Regions from separate parts of the Mus musculus genome. Here all the other regions are linked to region 1. The links are chromatin contacts, called in public Hi-C and HiCAR-type maps. All regions are on one chromosome and are shown on one strand. Each heading gives the region's core, a stretch centred on a gene start, on an enhancer-like site or on the middle of the called end of the contact. The rest is flanking DNA. Distances are from core to core; before and after follow the strand shown.

What was found. A called contact is a pair of places that touch in the nucleus more often than the background predicts. HiCAR-type assays count read pairs that join an accessible place to other places.
Region 2: a contact with region 1 is called in a HiCAR-type map of astrocytes, with 4 times the contacts expected there. The contact joins the enhancer-like site here to the promoter of Cfap97 in region 1. A contact is called at or near these places in 6 of 39 promoter capture datasets (the 3T3-L1 cell line, cranial neural crest, embryonic stem cells and 2 more) and 5 of 115 datasets of contacts at active chromatin or transcription factors (astrocytes, embryonic hindbrain, embryonic stem cells and 1 more).
Region 3: a Hi-C map of uterus shows a contact between it and region 1, with 4 times the contacts expected there. The contact joins the enhancer-like site here to the promoter of Cfap97 in region 1. A contact is called at or near these places in 2 of 39 promoter capture datasets (the C10 cell line and hippocampal neurons), 2 of 484 Hi-C or Micro-C datasets (CD4 T cells and uterus), 2 of 115 datasets of contacts at active chromatin or transcription factors (bone marrow-derived dendritic cells and memory CD8 T cells) and 1 of 9 other capture datasets (liver).

The regions. Positions count from the first base shown.
Region 1 is chr8:46,161,733-46,165,472 of GRCm38.p6, forward strand. Cfap97 (cilia and flagella associated protein 97) reads left to right here and starts at 1,919. Exons shown (of 5, transcript NM_025747.4): 1 at 1,919-2,017.
Region 2 is chr8:45,446,380-45,450,119 of GRCm38.p6, forward strand. No RefSeq gene overlaps it. Among named protein-coding and RNA genes, the nearest start is that of Tlr3, 38 kb to the left of the region's middle. Within about 2 kb of position 2,107, at least 19 of the 459 cell types and tissues checked have an H3K27ac peak or open chromatin away from gene starts, as enhancers often do. A contact at or near this core is called in astrocytes, where this site is marked.
Region 3 is chr8:46,843,428-46,847,167 of GRCm38.p6, forward strand. It overlaps Irf2 (interferon regulatory factor 2), which reads left to right. Exons shown (of 9, transcript NM_008391.4): 8 at 1,394-1,440; 9 at 2,487-3,740. The coding sequence ends at 2,795. Among named protein-coding and RNA genes, the nearest start is that of Gm39170, 15 kb to the left of the region's middle. Within about 2 kb of position 1,709, at least 142 of the 459 cell types and tissues checked have an H3K27ac peak or open chromatin away from gene starts, as enhancers often do. A contact at or near this core is called in bone marrow-derived dendritic cells, liver, memory CD8 T cells and 1 more, where this site is marked.

The sequences.
Region 1 (3,740 bases), core at 669-3,168:
TCCCAAACAGTTCCACCAACTGAGGACCAAGTATTCAAATACATGCATATAGAGGTTATTTTCGTTCAAATCATTTTTAGTGAAGTCCCTGTGTTTTCTTGTGTTGTTGGCTATTTGTATCTTCTTTGGAGAAATGTCTACTCAAACACTTTATATCTACCCTGACAGAATATTTTTTCATTAGTTAAAAATTAAGTGAAATACTGTCTTTGAGCCAACAAAATGAAGAAAAAAAGTTTCTCTTTGTTAATAATCAGGACCCCAAAAATATAAAATATATTGTTCAAAATAAGAGTCCTTTCTTGAGTCTGATGGCTGTGGTTGTGATCACACACACACACACACACACACACACACGATTAGACACCTAGACACTTAGTGAAGCTCACCTCTGGGTGTGTCTGGAGGGCATTTCCAGAGACATCATGTGGGCTCTGATCTCATCAATGAAGTGACCCTTGATGGATTCATAATATGCTGGCATTATTAGCAGGTGGTGATAGGGAGGAGGTGGCGCCTAGGTGGAAGAAGGTCACTAGAGGTATCTCTAGCATTATACCTTGCCCTGGCCTCTTCCTGTAGGCCAGATTCTCCAGTCTTATAATTCCACAAACTGCTGCTCTGTAGTGCCATGAAGGACTGAACCCTCTCAAAATGTGAGTCAACACATCTTTCCTCACTGTGTTAGCTATTCTGTCATGGCTCTGACAAACAATACACTCGTAGTCCCTAGGATATAATGTTAAGTTTGTGCTTGCTTCCTTAGTACCTTTATTTAAGTGCTGAGAACTTATTATGGCTGTAACAAATTACTACAAAGTTAGATGTATAAAACAACTCATTGATTTGGATTAGGGAGCTGTGGAGGTCAGAAATCTAAAATCCAGGCATATTTGAGTTCTTTCGGGGTAGAAGCCACTTCTCCCCTCTTTTCAGTCTTCCAGAGATGCATGCATTCTTTGGCTCATTGACTCTTCCACACATCACTCAACTATTTTGTGTCCCAGCTCCTACAACTAACTGGCTTGGAAGCTTTTGCCTCTCCCTTTTATAGGGATTTATAGTGGCTGATTACACAATGAGCTCCTGGATAATGTAAATTTAATTGCATCAGCTAAATTCTTGTGCCAGATAAAGTAACATATTCGTGTACTCTGGTGATTAGAGGATAGAGATCAGGAGTGTACTGCCATTCCTGACCCTTAGATGTGTCAACAAGAAATTAAGGCACTCAACCGTCTATAGAGATCATTTTTTATATTGCTTAAAGTGGACCTTCACCATCAGAAGGGCCATCCTTTATGGGTTACCTGCCCCGGTGCATATTAACTATGCTTGAATTTGAAATTTTTTCCTCCTTTGACACGGGCCTCACGATATAGCCCTGGCTGGCCTGGAAGTCACTATGTAGAACACAGGGATTCCTCTCCCTCTACTCCCAAGTGCTGAGACCAATGGCATCCGCCACCAGGACTGGTTCGTGTAAACAGCGTTTTGCTGAAATAAAATCGAACAAAACACACAGTCGTCCTCCATTTTTATTATTGTCATCTTGTTACAGAATTACAAGATTACAGCGTCTTTTTAGGAAACCATCCCGGACGTCTAGACCTACCGCAGCGTCGTGGGTAGGCGAGCAGGTGATGCCCTGGACAACAGGGAGGCCTTGGTGGCCTCCTTTCCATGAGCCTCCGAGACCTCGCGAGGTCCTGCCGAGAAGCTGTCGCCCCTGCAGCGCCGGCCTGATCACTTTGACCGGGTCTCCCGGAACTACGGACGACAGGAGCGCAGCCCTCACCCTCGCCGGCAGAGACTCGGCTCCGCGCTCGCCCCGCCTTTCCCCTTCCGCTGAGTCCAACCCCCGGAGCTTCCGCCCGCGCTCAGGCGTGCGCCGGTCTCCGTTAGCTTCTACCGCGGGGGAGGGAGAACGGTGGAGGTGTGGCTGCGCGTGCGCAGAGCGAGCGAGAACCCGAACGCTCCGCGGGGCGCAAGAGTCCGTGGCGGCCACAGTTCGCAGGTGAGCGGCGCTCGGGCTTCCGCATCCGGTCGGTCTCCAGCGGGCGAGACGGCCCTCCCCTGCGTTCGGGGTCCGTTTCCCCGGTTCAGTGCCCGACGGAGGCGAGCACCCGGGGTGGGTACCGCCGAGCCTCCACGGTGGGGGGGACACAGGCTGTCCTCAGCCCTAGGCGCCGCCACCTCGGCCTCGCTAGCCCGCAGGGCGAGCGACGTGGTAACCGCTATTAAAAAAAAAAAAAAAAAAAAAAAAACGATAGCCCGGCCCGCAGGACGCGAGAGGAGGCGTGGAGTCGGGGTCCGAGCCCACGGCTGCCCCTCTCCGGGCGCTTGAACCCGAACCCACAGCTCTGAGGCACTGAGTGTGAAGAGGCAACCGACTGGGGTCCTGGAAGAAGCCCCAGACTCCTGAAAACCAGGTGTTCAGTTTGAGCCAAGATTTTTGTATGCTTAATTTGGTGCCCTATTGTGTCCATATCGACAGATAAGGACTTATCTCAAATGTACAAAATGCCGTTTTTAATGACAGGTTATTCGAGTATTCTTTCTGGTGTATTGGGAAAGCGCTGTTATTTCTACTGCTAGTTCTGCATAAGCTAAAACATCACTCTCCAAGTAACTTCCAGGTAGCTTTGACAGCAACCTGGCTCGATCCACCAGAGGGTTGTTAGAGTCTCATGAACCATCCTTTGATTTTTATCCTTCTCCCGTGTGTTGTAAGATAATCTTAACGATCCTATAAAGCTACAATTTTTCTTGCCTATTCCCGAATGTAAGTTGAATTAGAAGCAACCTTGATGTAAATTTTGGCAAAAGAATCGTTAATGAGGGAGATCGTCCGCTAAGTTTTCCTGGAACTTAAGTTTGTGTGTGTACAGCCACTCTTGCCCAATAGAAATTCTGACTATAAACACCAGAAATTTGACATACACTAGGCAGTGGGCCACCTCTCCAGCGGAGAGAGGGACATTATCAAAATACGCTGGAAACATGATGGTTTTATTCTGTTTACATAGGAGGCAGAGTAAGAACCTGGGCTGAGCCTTAAATCTCCAGACCTCTTTGTGGGATAAACCCAACTGTTGTAGGTCTTTTTCTAGACACTGGATGTATAAAGGTGAACAAGAAAGACCTCTGGAGCGCCCAGTCTGGTAAGAGTGGCTATACCTCCACCTCCTCCTCGCCCCATCCTCTCCTCTCTCCATCTTTCTCCAGAGCTCAGGTGATCCTCTTAATTTGGCTTCACTAGTAGTTGATTTATAAGCACACGCTATAAGGGGTCCAACGCTAGCCAGTCTCGTGAGGAGACTCCCGTAGGCAAAGTTTTAGACAAATCTCTTCCCGTTCTGCTCTTGGACCCCTAGAAACTAATTAGACGAGACAGCATCAGTGTGGAAGACCACAGTACAATTTCCTGTGTCCTTCATCCGGTGCCATTCACCGTCTCTTTTGAGAAATGGCCTTGTTTGGCCTAGAACTCACCAAGTAGAAGACTGGCTGGCCAGCAAGTCCTTAAGGATCCACCACCTCAGCACCATGTTTACAAACACACGCCAGCGCCCTCTCCTCCCCCCAACTGGAGCACTGGAACTATTTAAGCTTTTCTATCTCACCCAACCTACTTCTGAATAAACCTAAGCATACACTTCAGTAAGATGTCACATGTCTGTTAGTCAAGATGTACTACTGTTTCTGAGCAAACCATTAATAACTTCTGTTACGATGAT
Region 2 (3,740 bases), core at 857-3,356, 720 kb before region 1:
GGCTGCAGCCAATCAGGGAGTAATACGTCCTAGGCGGAGAATAATTCTCCTTAAAAAGGGACGGGGTTTCGCCATTCTCTCTCTTGCTCTCTTGCGCTCTGGCTCCTAAAGATGTAAGCAATAAAGCGCTTGCACTCTTGCACTCTTGCTCTGGCTCTTGCTTCTTGCTCCTAAAGATGTAAGCAATAGAGCTCTTGCTCTCTTGCTTCTTGCTCCTGAATGTAAGCAATAAAGCTCTTGCACTCTTGCTCTGGCTCTTGCTCTCTTGCGCTCTGGCTCCTAAAGATGTAAGCAATAGAGCTCTTGCTCTCTTGCTTCTTGCTCCTGAAGATGTAAGCAATAAAGCTCTTGCTCTCTTGCTCTGGCTCTTGCTTCTTGCTCCTGAAGATGTAAGCAATAAAGCTTTTGCCGCAGAAGATTCCGGTTTGTTGCGTCTTTCCTGGCCGGTCGCAAACGCGTGTAAGAGATGGTGGCTATTAAAAGACATTTAGAATATTGAAGGCTTATCCATGAACAGGATAGTGGGATCCTGGCCTCTCTTCCCTGAGCCTCTCAACTGCCAGGAGATGAATGGCTTCCTCTACCACCCACTCCTGCCATGATCCTCCTGCCATGATCCTCCTGCCATGATCCTCCTGCCATGATCCTCCTGCCATGATCCTCCTGCCATGATCCTCCTGCCATGATCCTCCTGCCATGATCCTCCTGCCATGATCCTCCTGTGGGATCAGGAGAAACAGAGTGCCTGAATCTGGAGCTGGGGTGAACCTTCCTTCCTTCCTTTCCTTTGAGAATATGTGTATGTTTCTGTGTGTGCAAGCATGTGTGTGAGTTCATGTATGCTGAGAAGTGCACACATGTGCACTTGCATATGGGGGTCAGAGGTCGACATCAGTTGTGCTTCTCTGCTGTTCTCCACCCTACGTTTAGAGTCAGAGTTCGCTTGACCCAGGCACTCACAGATTTGAATGGAACAGCTAGCCAGTGAGCTCCAGAGTGACTGTTCCCAACCCAACCCAGCCCTAAGCCCTACGACTATAGGTGTGCACTGCTGTACCTTGCAGTTGGCATAAGTCCTGGGAGTCTAACCTCAGGTCTTCATGCTTTGTGTCCAGCACTTTACTACTGAGTATCTTAGTCAGGGTTTCTATTCCTGCACAAACATCATGACCAAGAAGCAAATTGGGGAGGAAAGGGTTTATTCAGCTTACATTTCCACACTGCTGTTATCACAAAAGAAAGTCAGGACAGGAGCTCAAGCAGGTCAGGAAGCAAGAGCTGATGCAGAGGCCATGGAGGGGTGTTTCTTACTGGCTTGCTTCCCCTGGCTTGCTCAGCCTGCTCTCTTATAGAACCCAAGACTACCAGCCCAGAGATGGTCCCACCCACAAGGAGCCCTCCCTCTTTGATCACTAATTGAGAAAATGCCTTGCAGCTGGATCTCGTGGAGGCATTTCCCCAACTGAAGCTCCTTTCTCTGTGATAACTCCAGCCTGTGTCAAGTTGACACAAAATTAGCCAATACACTGAGCCAACCCCTAGTTTCAATGTTTCTTCTTTTTTGTTTGAACGTAAGCAGTATCTTGTCACAGTGATGCAAAGGTGACAAATACCCACTGATGTCTTCATTGCCACAGCTCTGTGTGGAGGGTGGCATTTCCTCAGCTTGTTTGCTTGGGAACACTGAAGCCTACCACTTCAATAGCTAGGATGTCCAGGACATTACAATGGATAGGAAATTGGCATATTCCTGAAAAGCAATGCATTTGAAAATGTATTTTAAAATGTTCATTATGAATCACCCCAAACACAGAGAGGTGGATATAAAAACAAGTTCTCCAATCTTCCCCCTCCTTCGTTGCTTTGGGAAGATCTCCCTGCTTCTTGTCATGGGAGAGAATGAGCCTAAGGTATGTTAATTTGGCAAGATTACCGAATTGTACAAAAGAGATGGTCATAAGACAGCATTCTCCAAGGAAATGAGACCAGAAACCAGAGAGAATGTGGAACAATTTTATTCACTTGCTGTCTACTGCTGGCTTGCCTTTGAAATATGGAGACACTCTAACACATTAATCATCAGAGGGAGCCTTTCATCAAGCCAAATTGAAGTCTCTCAGCATCCACAGAAGATTTACTGTTCTTAGTGGGTGTAGGCAGAAGGGAGCCAAGCAAGCCAGTCTCTTCTTTTTTCCTCCAGCCAGTTTGCCTTGTGATGTGCTGCTCTGTTTCCAGGGTCCTGGATCAGTGGCAAGCCCTGCCACCTCAGCCCCTTCATGGAGAAGGGAAGAGGCCCAGGCACCTTAGGAGCTCTGTGGTGGGTCAAACCCATTGAGTTAGACAGTTGAAAGCACAGAGCACAGAATTCTTCTCTTGCTCCAACCAAGACCAGCCTCCAAGCTCTAGATAGGATTTTTGCTAACCTCCCTTTCCTGGCTAACCTTGCTTCCTGGCTATTATTCAGCAATTCCAAATCCCTCTTTAAGCCTCTAGCATCTTTTTAGCTGTAGAAAGAGAATGAAAAAATGCACCTGGTGGGTCTTTTCTTTCTTTTTTATTTTCCCAGTTGCCAGTGATTCAGCTTGAAAGCCAAAGAGGCACAGGTCCTAGGAATTTGTGCAATGCTCTCTGGAGATGCTCCAAGCGGTCTCTGCAGCCTGCCAGGCACTCCCAAACATGGCTCTAGATGGTATCGTGTACTTTTAGGGTAGTGACTTACCAGTAATACATAGCCTACACATGCAGAGGTCTGGCGCTTGGGATGTTTTAAATCAATCTCTCTGTCTCTCTGCCTCTCTTACTCTTTCTCTCTTGTCTCTTTCTGGCTCTGTCCTTTCCTCCCACTGTCCTTCTGTCTCTCTGCCACGAAGAGGATGGCCAGCCACATATATCTTAACAGCTCCATACTCGAAACAGCTATAGCTCAGCATTACCGGCATAGCCCCCCAGCACTTCCCTCCTATGAGTCTCAGAAAGGTCAACATAAACACAAATGTGGTTTTCCATGTGAAGAACTAACATTTTCAATTTAGTTCTTGATGAATTCTCAGAACTAGATTAATCACTCAACAGCATTTAGCAAACACCACTCATGTGCTATGCTGTACACATTTACAACAGGGATGCCACAAAGAACAACGTGAACACAGAGCAAGGCTTGAGTGGGATATGTAAAAAGAATAAGATGGGCACAACAAATAAACAAACACAAACAAAACAAAACCCAAACAAACAAAAAACCAAATAAGCACTTGAATCTAATTTTGGTAAAATTATACTGTCCCTATGAAACAAACAAACAAAAAACCCAAGGATTTGATGTCATGTTTCTAGTTGGGTAATAGGTTTGTGGTATTACTAGCTGGATTTTCAACTCCAGTTTTAACTCACATGTAGAATCATTTTCTGAATTATAGCTAGAACACCTGTTGAGCTGGAGCAACAGAAAATGCAACAACAATGGCAAACATAATACCTATGCTTCTTGGACTCCCTTGCAGCTAAGGTCTGGTTGCACCCTCCCTGTGTGAGACTCAGAGAATGTGAGCAGCAGGTAGAGGCCAGAGAAGCACAGATCTCTTGGCAAGCCTGGTGGCAAAGATGCTCCTCCCTCCTTCAGTGTTTGTGGGTGTTCAAGAACAGAGGGTGGTGATGAGGTTTTGATACATCTAACTTGTGTTGTTTTAAAAATTAAAAACAATCCAAAGCCTGTCACAGGAAAGAGTTTTCCTACATGGATA
Region 3 (3,740 bases), core at 459-2,958, 680 kb after region 1:
GCTGTTCTCTGGTTTAGGATCTTGGTAGGGGATGAACAAGACCTGGATAAAAGACTCCAGCAGAACTGAGCCATAGATCTTTACAAGTACTGTGTACTTTAGATGTTCTACTCTCTATGCATTAACTTTGGAGTGTTGTCAAACACTGAAAAAAAACTGTTCAGTATTCTTTTATTAACTTATAAAACTTAACATACAGATGATATGAAATTGCCAGTTACTCTATGTAACTCTGTTGAATCCAGCCCAATGTGAAAACTCAGAGCTAAATAGTAATTATACTACAGGTACTGTGTGTCAGCTCTGTGCAGGGCCTTCCCAAATGCCCAAACACCCTCTCCCTCATCATTTAATCCTCTCTGGAAGGTAGCAGGTAACTTTAGCTCACTCTGGTTAAGAACTGTTCTCTGTGTCACATAGCTGGCAGGTCCAATCGGGTTTATATTATCTATTGCTATGTAGCTGTACAGCCCTAAACATGATGGCTTACCACAGTACAAAACTCACAGCCTCTGGGTTGGGAATCCAGGGATGGCTTAGCTGGGTCCTTTGCAGCAGAGCCTTGCTAACCTGTCATTAGGCATTAACTAGTACTGCAACTCGTCTGAGACTCAGCTGTTGAGCCAGTGCCTCACGAAGCATTGGCCAGAACTGGATTCCTTGCAAGTGGGGAAGAACAGAGATTCCTAATTTCTTGCTAGCTTTTATCTGGAAGCAGCCCTTAGCTTAAATTTGCCATGTGGGCCTCCCTAACACTGCCAGCAGGCAAGAGAGTATCCATGAAAGACAGGTTGAATCTTACACGATGACATGAATTTGCTCATATAATAGTTACGTCGTTGATGTGTTCTGTTGGCTAAAAGCAAGTCACAGCTCCTATCCAAACTGAGGAGGACAGGTCCCAAAGACAGTAAAGGCTCAGCGAAGGGCTTGGGGCATCTACAACATGGTCACCTGCTTTAACTCCAGTGGAAGCTGGATCTCTATAAATCTAAGAGGAGGATGATACAGGAGAGATACAGGAAGGCTTCTTGGACTTCCTGTGACAAGAGAACATGGACTAGAAGAAAAGATGGTGTGCTTTTGTGGACAGAACTTCAGTGGGGAGGAGGTGCCTTGGGCACAGCACTCCACCCTGGGAAGCTGGGACTCTGGCAGCATAGCCTTGGAAAGTGAGCCTCCTCCTCAGCCCCAAAGCCCACTCCTCTTAGAGGATCAAGCAGAGAATTGAAATTCACTCCAGCTTGTTTCATGTGGAAGTGCTTGACCTTACAAAGTGGAGGGAGAGGGTACATGTAGTTTTGTATTTCTGAAGTGCTGGCATAGGTTTTAAAGACACTTCCTGCAGCCTCAAAATAGCTTGAGCAACAAGACTGTTTTTCTTTCTATACAGAAAGCGAAACTACCGACAGTGTGGCCAGTGATGAAGAGAACGCAGAGGTAAGCCAGTTTGTGTGTGTGTGTGTGTGTGTGTGTGTGTGTGTGTGTGTGTGAGAGAGACAGACAGACAGACAGACAGACAGACAGATAGACACAGACAGACAGAAAAACTGAGAGAGACAGAGAACATCCATATCCTACAATTCACCCTAGCTTTTTAGTCTAATCTTAAAATGAAGTGCTGGGCGGGGTTGAGGGAGCACAGTGTGACCCTCAGAAGAGAGATCAATATAACATGGCAGGAAGAGGAACTCGAAGTCAGGGCCAGGAAATGTTGATATTCTTCTGGCTGTAAACATCCTGATTTGCCAACAGAAATAGAATGGCCTACCCAGCCCAAGCAGTGAACAGAAAGAAGTAAGCAAGTGAACAGAAAGAGCTGAGTAAAACGATCTCCTCACAGTTCGGTCCCTTCCTCAGTGGCCCCGCAGAGAGGGTGTGTGTCCAGTCTCTGCTCCCCACCCACCTGCTTCCGGCTTCCCTCTTAGGCCAGCCAGGCTCACACAATGGCAGGAAGTGGCTCTAAAGCTGATGGGGAGAACAGGGATTGGTTGTAGGAGAAGCTGATGTTTGTTAGAATTCCTAATATTCCAAGTTTGGGAATTCTGAGAGGACAGTAGGCAGCCATGCTGACTGATTTCATGATCTGGTTTCTTCAAGGACCTTTAATCCCTTTTCTGCTTGGCAACCAGTAAGGCCAACTGTGGCTCAAAAAAAAAAAAAAAAACCCGTGTCTCAGCTCCACCCATTTAAAAAGCAATCAAAAGGCATTTGCTGTTTGTAAGCTCCTTACTCTATTCCTCTGAAAAGGCAGGGTAACTCATTAGGTTGGGCCATCCATTATGTCTGGACACTACCCAGTACCAAGCCTGGACAGGCTGAGCATAGGAGCCAAGCTGCCATCATGTTCCGTGTCTTTGTAGAACAGTCTTGACCAGGGACAGCTCATGGGCATTCACTTGAAAAGTAAGAGAAGGCATTGTTTTGCCTATGCCATTCAGCGGAAGGGAAAGAACGCAATGTATCTTGATTGTTTTCTCTGAAAGGGGAGACCACACTGGAGGAAGAGGAGCATCGAAGGCAAGCAGTACCTCAGCAACATGGGGACACGGAACACCTATCTGCTGCCCAGCATGGCGACCTTTGTCACCTCCAACAAGCCAGATCTGCAGGTCACCATCAAAGAGGATAGCTGTCCGATGCCTTACAACAGCTCCTGGCCCCCATTTACAGACCTTCCCCTTCCTGCCCCAGTGACCCCCACGCCCAGCAGCAGTCGGCCAGACCGGGAGACCCGGGCCAGTGTCATCAAGAAGACATCTGATATCACCCAGGCCCGTGTCAAGAGCTGTTAAGCCTTTGACTCTCCCTGGTGGTTGTTGGGATTTCTTAGCTTTGTGTTGTTCTTTGTTTGTATTATATTATTTTTTTTCTCTATGATACCTATCTTAGACACATCTAAGGGAGAAAGCCTTGACGATAGATTATTGATTGCTGTGTCCAACTCCAGAGCTGGAGCTTCTTCTTAACTCAGGACTCCAGCCCCCCCCCCCCCTCGGTAGATGCGTATCTCTAGAACCTGCTGGATCTGCCAGGGCTACTCCCTCAAGTTCAAGGACCAACAGCCACACGGGCAGTGGAGGTGCTGCGTTGCCTACGGTCAAGGCCAGCATGGTGGAGTGGATGCCTCAGAACGGAGGAGAAAATGTGAACTAGCTGGAATTTTTTTATTCTTGTGAATATGTACATAGGGCAGTACGAGCAATGTCGCGGGCTGCTTCTGCACCTTATCTTGAAGCACTTACAATAGGCCTTCTTGTAATCTTGCTCTCCTTCACAGCACACTCGGCGACCCCTTCTGTGTCCACTACCCCACTACCCACCCCTCCCTCCTCAACCCCTCCATCCCGGTCCTCTATGCGCCCCTTCCCCCCAACCAATCCCATCACAACCTCTTACCTATCCTTTCCCTCCCAACCCCTTCTATCCCAGCCCACCACCTACCCCACTCCTCCCCAACTCCTCCATTCTAGCCCATTACCCACGCCTCTCTCCTCAGCCCAGCCTACCCCATCCCACCCTGTTCCTTTCCTCCAGTTTCCTCTCCTCAAAGGCAAGGCTCTACATCTTGGAGGAGGAGGAGGAGAAGAAAATGAGTTTCTTCACCGCTGTCCCATTTTAAGACTGCTTGAATAATAAAAAAAAAATCTTTCTAATCTGCTATGCTTGAATGGCACGCGGTACAAAGGAAAACTGTCATGGAAATATTATGCAAATTCCCAGATCTGAAGACGGAAAAT